Regions from separate parts of the Mus musculus genome. Here region 1 is linked to region 2. The links are chromatin contacts, called in public targeted proximity ligation maps. All regions are on one chromosome and are shown on one strand. The core of a region is the stretch at or near the end of the contact, and the rest is flanking DNA. Distances in the headings are between cores, read along the strand shown.

Region 1 (6,869 bases), core at 874-3,373, 140 kb after region 2:
AAATGCCAATAGATCTCTGTGAAACTTCTCCAAATAATGAACTTTCACATATTATTTTACCTATGTTTATTTTTGTTATGGAAACTTATCATTGGCATTTGTTTGTCTTCAGAATCTTCTGAGGGAATGCCTCTACCTTCAAACACTTTAAGGTGTTCTGTGGAGGAAATGTCCACTGTTTGTGCACTCCCAGAGAGACTGCCTGCAATTTAAATTTCCATTTTCCTAGAGCGCAGCCACCTTCTTCCTAACTCTACTGCAGTCCCAATGAGAACATGTCTACTGACTCACCCCTGAGTGGGCGGTGCTCAGCTTTAATCCTAGTATGTGGGGACAGAGGCAAGCAGGTTTCTGTTGGAGGTCAGACTACCAAATTCCAGACTAGCCAGGGCTAAGTAAGTAGTGAGACTCCAAATCTAAAAACAACAGACTCGAAATAACAAAACTGGGCTAGAAGCTTAGTGGGTAAAGCTAAGGTCAGGGTCTCTCTATGTAGCTCAGTCTGGCCTAGAGCTCTGTCACTTGTTTACAACCTAGTGCTGTAATCTTTAATAAAAACAGTTTCTCTCAGTGTGGTGACTCCCAAACATAAACTTATTATTATTTTTTTAGATTTATTTATTATTATATCTAAATACACTATAGCTGTCTTCAGATGCACCAGAAGAGGGCTTCAGATCTCATTACAGATGGTTGTGAGCCACCATGTGGTTGCTGGGATTTGAACTCAGGACCTTCAGCAGAGCAGTTGGTGTTCTTAACCACTGAGCCATCTCTCCAGCCCCTTGTGCACTTTCTTTCTTTCTTCCTTCCTTTCTTTCTTTCTTTCTTTCTTTCTTTCTTTCTTTCTTTCTTTCTTTCTTTCTTTCTTTCTTTCTTTCTTTCTTTCTTTCTTTCTTTCTTTCTTTCTTTTTTTTGAGACAGGGTTTCTCTGTATAGCCCTGGCTGTCCTGGATCTCACTCTGTAGACCAGGCTGGCCTCGAACTCAGAAATCCGCCTGCCTCTGCCTCCCGAGTGCTGGGATTAAAGGCATGTATGTGCCACCATGCTTGGCTAAAAGGGCTGTTTTATCTATAGGAGTCGAGGCCCAGAGATTGAGAGCCTGTGTTCTATGTGGTTTTGGCTGGCCTGAAACTATAATCTTTCTACCTTTGCCTACTGGATGCTGTGATTACTTATGCTTACAAGCTACCAAATCAAACAGCATTATTATTAACTATACGTTAAAGCAGTTCATGGTTTTTAAAAAAGATTTATTTATTTATTTATTATATATAAGTATAATATGTAGTTGTCTTCAGACACCATAAGAAGAGGGCATAAGATCTCATTACAGATGGTTGTGAGCCATCATGTGGTTGCTGGGATTTGAACTCACAACCTTTGGAAGAGCAGTCCGTTGCTCTTAACCGCTGAGCCACCTCTCCAGCCCCGCAATTCATGTTGTTTTTTTTTTTTTTAAATGATTTATTTATTTTTATTTTATGTGCATTATTTGCCTCCAAGTAAGTCTGGGCAAGCTGTCAGAGCCACTGAAACTGGAGTCACAGACAGTTGCGAGCTGCCACGTGGGTGAATGGGGCAGTGCTCCTAACCACTGAGCCATTTTTCCAGCCCTAAAGTGTTCCATTTTAAAATAAGCATCTGGGGATGCTGGAGAGAAGGCTGTGGGGTTAAATGTATTTCATGCTTTTGCAGAGGACCCAGGCTTGGTTCTCGGCACCAATATGGTAGATCACATACATAGGCAACACTCATGAACATTAATTTAACATATAAGACTAAGGAAATTAAAACAAGTATTTGGTCACAATTCTATCGGTCTGTTCCTTCTTCATGCCCACTAGGTTCTTAGTTTCTAGACTGATCTTAGGGTTGCGTGCCCACACCCCGGCCCTTCCTTGGGGTCTCAGCAGTCTTCCTGCAGCCACTCAGATGGCCCGTCCTCAATGGGAAAGAGCTGCTTTTGTCCTCTACATTTGCTAAGTGATAGGCGAGTGTAACATTATCTTTCCCGGCTGAGAGAAGCAGCTCCCTCGGCAGGAGAAAACGAAGGGCACCGTCCCGAGGGCCAGGGATGGGCCTGGGCATGTGGTGTGGAGTCTCTGCCCAGCTGTGCCTGAATCTCCACTTCAGCCCTGGGCTTGCTTCCTGGTTTGTGAGCGGGTGAGAAGCGTGCGTGTGGGACCACAAACAATCCCCGCAAGTCATTCTCTCTGGGTTTTATTTCGACACAGGGTTCCTCACTGGGGTTTGGGGCCCCTGGATTAGTCTAACCTAGCTGGACAGTGAGTCCCGTGATGCATCTGTGTTTACTTTCCAGAAATGAGATTAAAGGCATGCACCATCATGCCTGGCTTTTTCTGTGGGCTCTGCGGGATAGACTCGGCGCCTCACTCTCGTGTGGCAGACCACACTCTTGTTTGTCCTGTCTTACCTCTCAAGCAAAGATTCCCCCACGAATCTGCTAAGTTTCTACAAGTTGGTGAGAAAAATGTTCAAGTACCAAAGGCCTGAGATGATTCCTTCAGATCTCTTATGGGCTGGTGTCTAGTTAATTAGACACCAAACAGCTTCATGATGTTTTATTGACCAATAGTCAGTTTTTAACCATTTTTTCAGTAGTGGATGTGGGGTAAAGACAGGTTGTAATTTGAATGAAGCACAGATTTCAACCCCCACCAGGCTTTTAGGTTCCTCTGGATGTATCTGAGTTTTAAATTATTTAGACTTATTCTGCTGCTTAAGCAATAGTTTCATCATCTGAAAATGTTCTCTTTAAGTAAATCGCCTAAAAGCAAATTGCTTTAAAAAAATCATTATTTTCTGCAACTGCTTCACATATTGATATCTGCTCATTCTAGAGAAATTTATAAAGTAGAAAAACTTTGTTGTTGTTTTTGAGACAGCGTCTCGTGTAGCCCAAGGCTGGTTTTGAACTCACTACATAGTAGATGATAACCCAGAACTTCTGTTCCTCCTGGCCCCCTCTCCCTAGTGCTGGGCTACAGGCAGGCACCACCAGGCCTCGATTAAGACCCATAAAAGTAGCCACCTTAACCCCTACTAAGTTGATGAAAGAACTGTACGCTTGCTCTTAGTTTATATATATATATTTACGTTCAAATAGCTTTGATGTTTTATTCAAAAAGAAAAATCTCAAATTACAAGTAAGATGATCAATTTTTATTTCACATTCCTGCAAAGTCCAAAATCTTTTGATTGAGCACTAGAATGTGAGGAATTGTCAGACTTCTCACTTACTGTCTGTGGAGAAGACACAACCTAACTATTTACCAGAGAAGTTGTTATGACAGATCTGGAAAAAGCCAAAAAAAAAAAAAAAAAAAAGAAAAAGCAGAAAAGAATGAGACAGTATGTATGATAGGGAACAAATGCCAGAAATCAGGGCAGGTAAGGTCTCTGAATCTCATGAGTACATTATTATATTTCTATTTGTGAAGCTTTTAAGAAAGCATGTTATATACTATTACATATAGTGCACTTATATATGACATAGTTTTTGGTTATTGTATATAGTCTGTATATACTACACTAATAACATGTACATATGACAGTATATACATCATTTTGGTTATTATAGTATATAGATACCATTTTACTAGTATGTACACATATTCACAGACACACACACATATATATATATAAAAGTATATACATAATTTTCGCTTTTTTTTTTTAAACAGGGTCTCATGGATCCAAGAGAGGTCACATGTGTGGCTGTTACGACAGATCTGGAAAACACAATAGAAAACCACCTGAAAAGAATGAGACAATTATGCATGACAGGGAGCAAACTGCCAAGGTGCACTTTGTTTGTTTGTTTTTTGGTTTTCCGAGACAGGGTTTCTCTGTGTAGCCCTGGCTGTCCTGGAACTCACTTCGTGCGCCACCACGCCGGCTCAAGGTGCATTCTGTAAGCAATGTACCTTGCTATACAGCAGAATATAACCTTCAAGGCTTTTCTTTTTGAGGCTGACTCTTGATGTATCTTTGGCTGTCCTGGACTCACTATGTAGACAAAGCTGGCCTGAACTCAGAGACCCACCTGTCTCTGCCTCCCAAGTGCTGGAATTAAAGTTATGTGCCAGATGGAGAGATGGCTCAGTGGGTAAGAGCACCAACTGCTCTTCCAGAGGTCCTGAGTTCAATTCCCTCAACCACATAGTGCCTCACGACCACAGCAATGTGATCTGATGCCCTCTTCTGGTGTGGCTGAGGACAGTGTACTCACATATATAAAATAAATAAAATCCTTTAAAGGTATGTGCCACCAGGGCTGGAGAGATGGCTCAGCCGTTGAGAGCACTGGCTGCCCTTCCAGAGGTCCTGAGTTCAAATCCCAGCAACCACATGGGGGCTCATCAACCATCTGTAATGAGATCTGACGCCCTCTTCTGGTGTGTCTGAAGACAGCTACAGTGTACTTACATATAATAATAAATAAAGTCTTAAAAAAAAAAGGTATGTGCCACCATGACCAGTATCTTGATCTCTTGATCCTTCTGCCTCCTAAGTACTGATTACAAGTATAGACCACATAAGATAAACATAAGTCTACATTTAAACAGGTAAGCATACAAACATATAACATGTATAACAGCATAGTTTAAAAGATGACCATGGGCTTTATTTTTGTCCCACTTATTCATTCACTCATTAATGCATTCATTTATGTGGCTGGGGAATGTCTACAGCATGCGTGCGTGTGTGTGTGTGTGATGGTCAGAAGACAATTTTGGGCATTGGTCTTTCTTCTACCCTGTGGGTGTGTTCTTTGGATTCAACTCAGGTTGGTAGCAAGTGCTTCTATGTAGAAAGCCCTGTCTGTGGGCCTTAAGTTATTCTATCTATCTATTCGTTTGCTTTGCAAACTTTTGGAAGGCTACCTAATAAAGGCTTGATGTGATTTTCTCTGTGACGTGTGTATGGGGGAGGGGAGGGGAGGGGTTGAAGTCAGAGAGGAACTCCCCATGTAGCTTTAGTGTAGTGATTGGATACTTTATCCACGTTTTCATTTGACACCACTTATTATTTTACTCTCTGGTTGAGATGGGTTTTGTGTAGGCCGAAGTGGCCTTCCCAACAGTCCTGCCTCAGGTGCCCAGGAGGGAGACTGGATGAGCAGCACCAGGCCTGGGAGGAAAGTGTTTCATTCCTACTCTGCCTGAGAACTTGGATGCTGAGGATGCCTTTGGTCTCCTTCGTCTCCATCTCTACCTCTGCAGCCTGGGGATTACAGGTGTGGGTTATTGTACATAGGTCATGGAGTGCTAGGGATGGGTCCGGGACTTTGAGCATGCTAGGCAAACACTACCAACTGAGTTATAGCCCAAGTCTTGTTCTTGAGATAGGTTCTTGGTTTTTAGCCCTAGCTGGCCTGGTACTCAGTAGCCAGGCTGGCTTTAAGCTCATGGCAATCTCCCCGAGGGATGAGATTCTAAGGGTAGATGTCTTACCATGCCTGGCATAAAGCAAACACATTACTGTTAAAATGTAAAATTACACGCAGTAATTATAATATCCCCTTTAAGTAGGTTAGCATCATTTGTTAAGGCCAAAGAAGCAAAGCTGCAAGCCCATGACCAGAATTGCCTATTTATCACTCAATCTGTCTGCTTCTCCGTAGTGTTCTAGAAGCTCTTTGAAATGAATAAAAAGTGTATTAGACAAACTGGAGCAAGAGGCAAGTGAAACCAGAAGAGCATAAATCATAAAAAGGGAGACTATTAAAATATTAAGGGGCTGGAGGGAAGGCTCAGCAGTCAAGAGTAATTAACGGTCTTCAGAGGACCCAAGCTGCTTTCCAGCTGGCTGCCTCACAACTGCCTTAACTCCAGCTCCAGGCGACCTAATGCCTCTGGCCTGTGTATGTACCTGCATGTACGTGCACACATACACAGAAATACAAATGATGTTTAAAAAAAAATCTAAAATACTGATAGTATTAGAGAAATACAAATAGAAGATGGGATAGTGAGAACTGTTAGTGCCTATATTAAAGCAACAAGAATTGGCAGTGCACCAAGCTTATGAGAAATTTAGAGGTGGCATTACACAGTAAGGCAGGGCAAGTCTCTCTCTCTCTCTCTCTCTTACACACACACACACTCACACAGAAGATATGAACAGATAAGAATTGAGCTGGGCCTCCTAAGTTTCTCCAAACAGCTCAAAAGACCAACACAGGGATTTTACTGGCCGTAGAGGAGTAGGGTGAGATTGCTTTAGGTGGTCAGGTGCTTGCAGTTTCAATCTTCCACTGGAGCAAACTGAAATGGAGGAGGGAGTACAGATAAAAATCACCAGGAACCAAACACCCTCCCCTCCTCAAACAGTGTGGCTGTGAATGCTGGGCCACTCAAAGGAGATCGCCTAGTGTGGTGTTCACAGTCAATGTGATCTGGAATCACGGAGGATGGGCCTTTGTGCAGCTTGAAGAGGACTGTCTGGATTACATTAGTTGATGTGGGAGGCCATCTTAATTGGGAACAAGACGACCCCGTGGACGGGTGAACCCGCGGTTGTATGAAGTGGAGAAATGAGTTGAACATGCAGGCATTCATTGCGGTTTCCTGACTCTGGTCCCACTGTGCCCGGCTCCTTCAGCTTCCTGCGGCCCTCGCTGCTGGACTGAGAGCCAGGATGAGTTTTCTCTCGAAGGTGCTTTTGCCAGTGCTTTATCACAGCAAGAAGACAACTCAGACAACCCCAACACAGCTCCATCAGTGCAAAACCATCCCCACGGTTCCTTTCAATGTAACACAGAGACGGGAGGGAAATCTGAATGTCTTCTCCTTTCGCTTTCGGACCCGTGAGATTACAGCACCAAAGAGAAGAGAGACCT
Region 2 (6,564 bases), core at 2,792-5,291:
CATACACATGCACACACACCCATTACGATACACATAAATCTGCGTCCATTGCACACATGTGTGTATACACACACACACACACACACACACACACACACACACACACATTGAGCCACTCAACCATCGGTTCCATCCCCAAACATTCCCAAAGCACAAAGTGTCCCATTCTGGGCAAAGTGAGGTTGGACTTCCTTCTGTGTGGGTGGGAGCATGTGACTAGTCAGCTCTTGCCCAGCAAATGCAAAACTGGTCATATAAACCCTGATACAAGGTCTTCTGGGAACTCTTGCTCCCTCCGGTGCAGACTCTGTCCTCTGAACTTGAGTCCAAGTGAGCATGAACAGAGCCTCTGTTGACCTGCAGTGGACACAGAGTTAGAAGAGAGTAAGCTGCTGATGTGGGATTCATTCAAATTCATGTGGCTTCCTTTTTTTTTTTCTTTTGTTTCGTTTTTGTTTTTTGTTTTTCGAGACAGGGTTTCTCTGTATAGCTCTGGCCGGCCTGGAACTCACTTTGTAGACCAGGCTGGCCTCGAACTCAGAAATCCGCCTGCCTCTGCCTCCCGAGTGCTGGGATTAAAGGTGTGTGCCACCACCACCCGGCTCCATGTGGCTTCCTACTTCAGCATCATCCTCTCCATCTTGGAGAGGTCAACACTTGGCCTCCTGGCATCTCTGATGCAGCCTCAGTGTGAAACAGAGACATGGTTAGGAAAGCCAACAACACTTCATTCGGTACCTACTTATTAAATAAAGATGTGTTCGTTCCTCTATCCTCCTGCCCCTCTAGCAAAAGGAAAAGCCTGGCAGAGCAGGCAGGCAGGGAAGGAGCACACCCCACCTACCTCCTCAGGCTCCTGCCCTTAAGTAAAAAAGAGATGTATATTAAGTTAGATAGGATTCAATTTGTAGCCCCACCAGGCAAATCTATAGTAAACTGGAATGCACAGAAAGTAAGGAGAGCTTTGATATCCCAAGTACCAAGTATGGTGGCTTGAACACGCTTGGCCCAAGGGAGTGGCACCATTAGGAGGCACCTGCTGCTGTAGGTATGTAAGGCCTTGTTGAAAGAAGTGTGTCGCTGTAGGGGTGGGCTTTGAGAGCTTCCTCCTAGCTGCCTGGAAGCCAGCCTTTGTTTGCTATCAGAACAAGATGTAGAACTCTCAGCTCCTCCAGCACCCTGCCTGCCTGTATGCTGCCATGCTTCCTGCCATGATGATAATAGACTGAACCTCAGAACCAGTAAGCCAGCCCCAATTAAATGTTGTCCTTTATAAGAGCTGCCTTGGTCATCGTGTCTCTTTACAGCAATGGAAACCCAAACTAGACACCAAGGTAGGGAAAGTCCACAAGTCTTTATCAAAAGCAGTAATTGGGACCCCAGACAAGACCATCAAGGAGAAGATGCCATCTTCACACAGGGTGAAGAGATAAAGAGGACAGGACTATTTCCATAATGACAGACAAGAGAAGAAAACTCTCAGAGGCAACAGCAGGAAGGAAGACTGGCATTGGTAGACTCAGAAGGAGACAGTTGCTGTAGTAAAAGCACAGAGTCCATAGTCTCCAGAAGGATGCCCAATGGTTATAGCCAAATATGAAATGGCTTCATAAGCTCACGTATTAAGTAGGTCACTGTCAGCACCTGTGAAGCTTATGCCTGGTCTCTATCCTTCTCCATTCTCTGTCACTCTCTGTCTCTCTCCCTCTCCCTCTCCCTCTCCCTCTCCCTCTCCCTCTCCCTCTCCCTCTCCCTCTCCCTCTCTCTCTCACTCTCACTCTCCCTCTCTCTCTCACTCTCACTCTCTCTCTCTCTCTCACTATCTTCCATGACATGAACAGCTTCCTCTTCTGCATTCCCCTACTCCACTTCCATGATGCTCGGCCTCACTGCAGGCACGGAACCATGGTGCCAAGTGACCAATACAAGCCATCTTAAACTATGAGCCAAAACCTTTTGGTTGTTTTTTCTGGGTATTTAAACTATGACTATACAAAAGTAACGGATATATCACTCTGAGGCCACCTGGCTGGTTAATACCCTGACTTCTTCCCTGCCTGTGGTTTCCAACCAGAGTTCTGGAACTGATGGAATCTAATAGTAATCTAGAGATCTGATGAGTCATCGATGCATCCAGCAGTTCTGAGTCCCAGGTATCAGATTATAGTGAGTTTACCCAGCGGTCCAAATGGAGATAACTCGACGCCTACCTTGGCTGAGTTGAGAGTGCCTGTGAATTTGTGCGGTGTTTTCAGAAGTTTTTTGTTTTTGCTTTTTTTAAGATTTATTTATTTATTTTGTGTATACAAGTACACTGTAGTTCTTCAGACACACCAGAAAAGGGCATCAGATCCCATTACAGGTGGTTGTGAGCCACCATGTGGTTGTTGGGATTTGAACTCAGGACCTTTGGAAGAGCAGTCAGTGCTCTTTACCGCTGAGCCATCTCTCCAGACACACACACACACACACACCCCAAGGTTTCTTTTATGGCTGGTGTTTCAAATGAGGCTGGTTGCAAAGGAAAATAGAGCAGGATAATAAATAGTTCCATCAAGCAATGGGTGAAAAGATAGAAGGGAAGAGGACTGGGAACGACATCTTCGAGACAGAGAGAATGAAGAGAGCAAAGAAGTGAGGTGGCCAGGCTTCCTGGTGCCTTCCACCGCATGATGAGGAGAGGGAAGAAGAGATTGTCTTTATTGGGAACCCAACAAGAAAACTAGCCAACAAAAGCAAGCACGGAGTACAGGATGAAAGCCAGTGCAGCAGACAGTGTAAAGAAGAGTGAGGAGACCAAGTACTGGCTGCTCTCCCAGAGGACCCAAGTTCAATTCTCAGCACCCACATGACTGTTTAAACCCCTTCTTCTGGCCTCTGTGGGCACTGTATGCTGATACACAGACACACATGCAGGCAAATCACCTACACTCATAAAACAAATAACTAATTAAAAAGAAGGGAGACAGATGAGGATGTGACTCAGAGGTAAAGATCTATGCCATACGGGGGGCTCTGGGTTCAGTGTGGCTCTTGTGGGAAAAGGAAGGAAGGGGAGAGCTAGACACAGAGACAGAGAGACAAACAGATCATGCTTCAAAATGACACCAGAGTCGACCAAGCTACCCCTGATGTCATGGTGGCTAAGATTGTATTGAAATTTTTCTGTTAGAGCCAGGCATCTCTAAGAACCCCAAAGACCCCACGGCTGAGGTATAAGAGGTAAAGTTTTACAGAGCAATACAGCAACATGGCCTTTGCCTCTACATAACTGCCCTCTGACCTCCAAAAGCAAAAATATCTCAAAAACAGGAAAACAGTCTGCCTTAGTAATATAAAGGCTAATGAAGTCCCTAGATCCTCAGAGCTGGTTGAATCTGGTTCATATCCTTGCTTCCAGAGGCCAGGTGGCTGGCTGCCACATTGTTCAGGTTTTGTGTCTGTGTATCTCTCCATCCGCCACCCCTAACTCCTCTCTCTCTCTCTCTCTGTCTCTCTGTCTCTCTCTGTGTCTCTGTCTCTGTCTCTCTCTCTCTCTCTCTCACACACACACACTCACACACACACACACACACACACACACACACACACACCCATGCACAAGCATGCACACGCAAATGCGTGCCTTTTAGAGGACTCAGACCCTGACATTCCAACACTAGCCAGCTACTGCCTGTATTTTAAAGGATTGCCACCTTCTGGAAAAAGCACTCATCAACCCAGTTAAAGAGGAAAGGTTCAACCCCTTTAGTTGGAATGCAGTGCAGGTGAGCACGGGAAAAGGCCAGCACAATCCTGATCACTCCCTGCTGGGCACTTAACTAGAGGACAGAACCTACACGGCTCTCTCTGGCAGCCTGAAGTGAAAAGGCTCGAAAGGGGACAGTGGTAAGTAGTCCTTGATGAATTTTGCCGTTAAAATGGGGAGTAAGCCTTTAAGACTTCAACTTGTTCCATGGTTCTTCCCTAAGATTGTGATAACAGAGTACAGCATAGCAGGTAGTTAACTTTATAGCACACCCTCAACCGCCCTTCTTACGAAGGGTGTGGCTACTGTAAAAAAAAAAAAAAAAAAAAAAAGGCCCTACCCTGCAACATAACTGAGTAAGCCTAGAGGGTCTCTGCGGGAGGGGGCTTTTTCCTTGCACAAAGATGCTGCAATCTGCTTGGCACAGGGATACATTGTTTCCTGGGGACTGCCCTGCCTAGGGGTGGGAGAAGAGCTCTACAGTAGCCCTGCCTAGATTCTTCAAGCTGTTAATGGTACTCAGCACTTCAGCTCTTGAAAAAAAAAAACAAAAAACAAGCCTTTCACAGGAGTGGGAGTACTTCAGAAGAGATAAAGATAATAATCCCAGTCAGAGTGACAATCCATCTGTGACAAGTCCTTCCCATTTTCAAAGGTCACTTCCGGTAGGAGATCTATCTCCGTGGGGCTCAGGGCAAAACCAGGTTCTCCTACGGAAATCTATTCTTTTCCATGTAACCTTGGAGCTGGGATTCTAAGCACTGCCCCTGTGAGCCCAGCCTTCTGATTTCAAATTCTCTGCTCTTCTCACAAGAGAAACAAAAGATAAACTCATAAAATATGCACATTTGGAAAAACTCCTAAGTAAAGAAAAGGGATAACCAGCACTCACCCACAAGCATCCTGGGATACAAAGCAGTGGTTTTCCTTAAAGTCTTGTATCTAGTTTACATTTACATTTTTTAAAAAAGATTTATTTCTTTTATGTACAATTATAACCATCTTCAAGCCAGGTGTGGTGGCGCATGCCTTTAATCCCAGCATTCAGGAGGCAGAGGCAGGCAGATTTCTGAGTTCGAGGCCAGCCTGGTCTACAAAGTGAGTTCCAGGACACCCAGGGCTATACAGAGAAACCCTGTCTCGAAAAACCAAAAGAGAAAGAAAGAAAGAAAGAAAGAAAGAAAGAAAGAAAGAAAGAAAGAAAGAAAGAAAGAAAGAAAGGAAGGAAGAAAGAGAGAGAGAGACAGAAAGAAAGAAAGAGAGAGACAGAAAGAAAGAAAGAGAGAGAGAGAGAGAGAGAGAGAGAGAGAGAGAGAGAGAGAGAGAGAGAGAAAGAAAGAAAGAAAGAAAGAAAGAAAGAAAGAAAGAAAGAAAGAAAGAAAGAGATAACTGTCTTCAAACATATCAGAAGAGGGTGTCAGATCCCATTACAGATGGTTATGATCCACCATGTGGTTGCTGGGAAATGAACTCAAGACCCCTGGAAGAGCAGTCAGTGCTCTTAACCATTGAGCTATCTCTCCAGCCCCTCCATTCACATTCTTTAGCCTCTGTCTGGCCATTTTGAACACTGCAGAGCCCTACTGTTAGGCCAGGAATAAGCACATGACTGCACCAGAGCCAAGGAAGGACAACTGCAGCCTTGGGGACTGGGAATGGACAGAGATGCTCTCTTTCTCACTGATCTCAAGCCCAGGAAGTGACTATAAAGGGCCCTGGTGACATTCAAACCTCAGATGGATCTCACATCCAAGTACTTCCTATTTCCCTCATTTTATATCTCTTACCCCACCTATCTCAGTGCTGGAAGTTGAACTCAAGGCCAGCCACAGCCTAAGTATATATCTTGCCACTGAGCCACACCCCTATCCAAAGCCTGTATATTTTTGTTACTTGGGAAGCTTGTATTGCATCATCTGTCCCTTGCATCTAACAGATCTTGGCTGCTGCAGGTAATTTCTTCCTCTTCTGTCTCATTAGCCATGTGCTGATGATGGCAGCCATGTCCTATTGGGAATCAGCAGAAGTTCCCATGGCCAAAGGCAGACTCACAGAACCAACTACTGCCATGATATGGCTAATCACCAGCTCTATTTAGCAACCTGGAGAAGTCAGGTAAGTTCCTTGTGCACAGATGTGTGCCCGGATGTCCCATGGAACAACAGCCTTGCTTAATGCGCACTGAGAGAGAATTGTGGGTACAATGATAAGCACCCCTCACTTCAGAGGAGTAGAGTGTGGGCTAATACCAGACAGTACCGCCAACCCTTCATGGTGAAAGGGTTTGGAGGTAGTGGAAAAAAACAGAAAATAATCTTTCTCCAAACATGGGCTGCAGTCCCCCACTTCTACCTGACTAAGCCTAGGTATATATCATATACTCGCCACTGGGTCTAGCCCAGGAAACCTCATCTTAGTCATCTCAGTCACTATTGAAAGAGTCAAGAGTTCAAACTGGGATTCTGCAGAGGGGGAAAAAAAAAAGTAGGGTTTAAATATGGGTGAGAGTGTCCTTATGGTGTGTTTATGGTGACTTGCGCTCTGTCACTAGAATCTGAGCTCAGCCTTCCAACTCAGTTTCTCGCTTGCACATTGAGGACAGAACTAACGACACCAACATCCTTCTCCTAGTCTAACATTTAGATTAACTCCAAACACTCCAAACACGAAGCAGGAAAGCCCAGGGAAACCAGAACAGAGTGGGCGGTGCCCATTCCAATTTTGCTTCACTCGGGGGATGAGCTGATGGGACACAGATGTACCCACTTTGGTGGGTACTCGTGCCGCACCGACGTCGCCGTGGTTCCCTTGTTTGT

Evidence for each region.
Region 1: a targeted proximity ligation map of embryonic stem cells shows a contact between it and region 2, with 8 read pairs. A contact is called at or near these places in 8 of 130 datasets of targeted methods (embryonic stem cells and stem cell-derived neural progenitor cells).

Annotation. Positions count from the first base shown.
Region 1 is chr19:23,178,423-23,185,291 of GRCm38.p6, forward strand. No RefSeq gene overlaps it. Among named protein-coding and RNA genes, the nearest start is that of Mir1192, 32 kb to the left of the region's middle.
Region 2 is chr19:23,038,275-23,044,838 of GRCm38.p6, forward strand. All of the region lies in intron 5 of C330002G04Rik (a long non-coding RNA gene), which reads right to left. Among named protein-coding and RNA genes, the nearest start is that of C330002G04Rik, 34 kb to the right of the region's middle.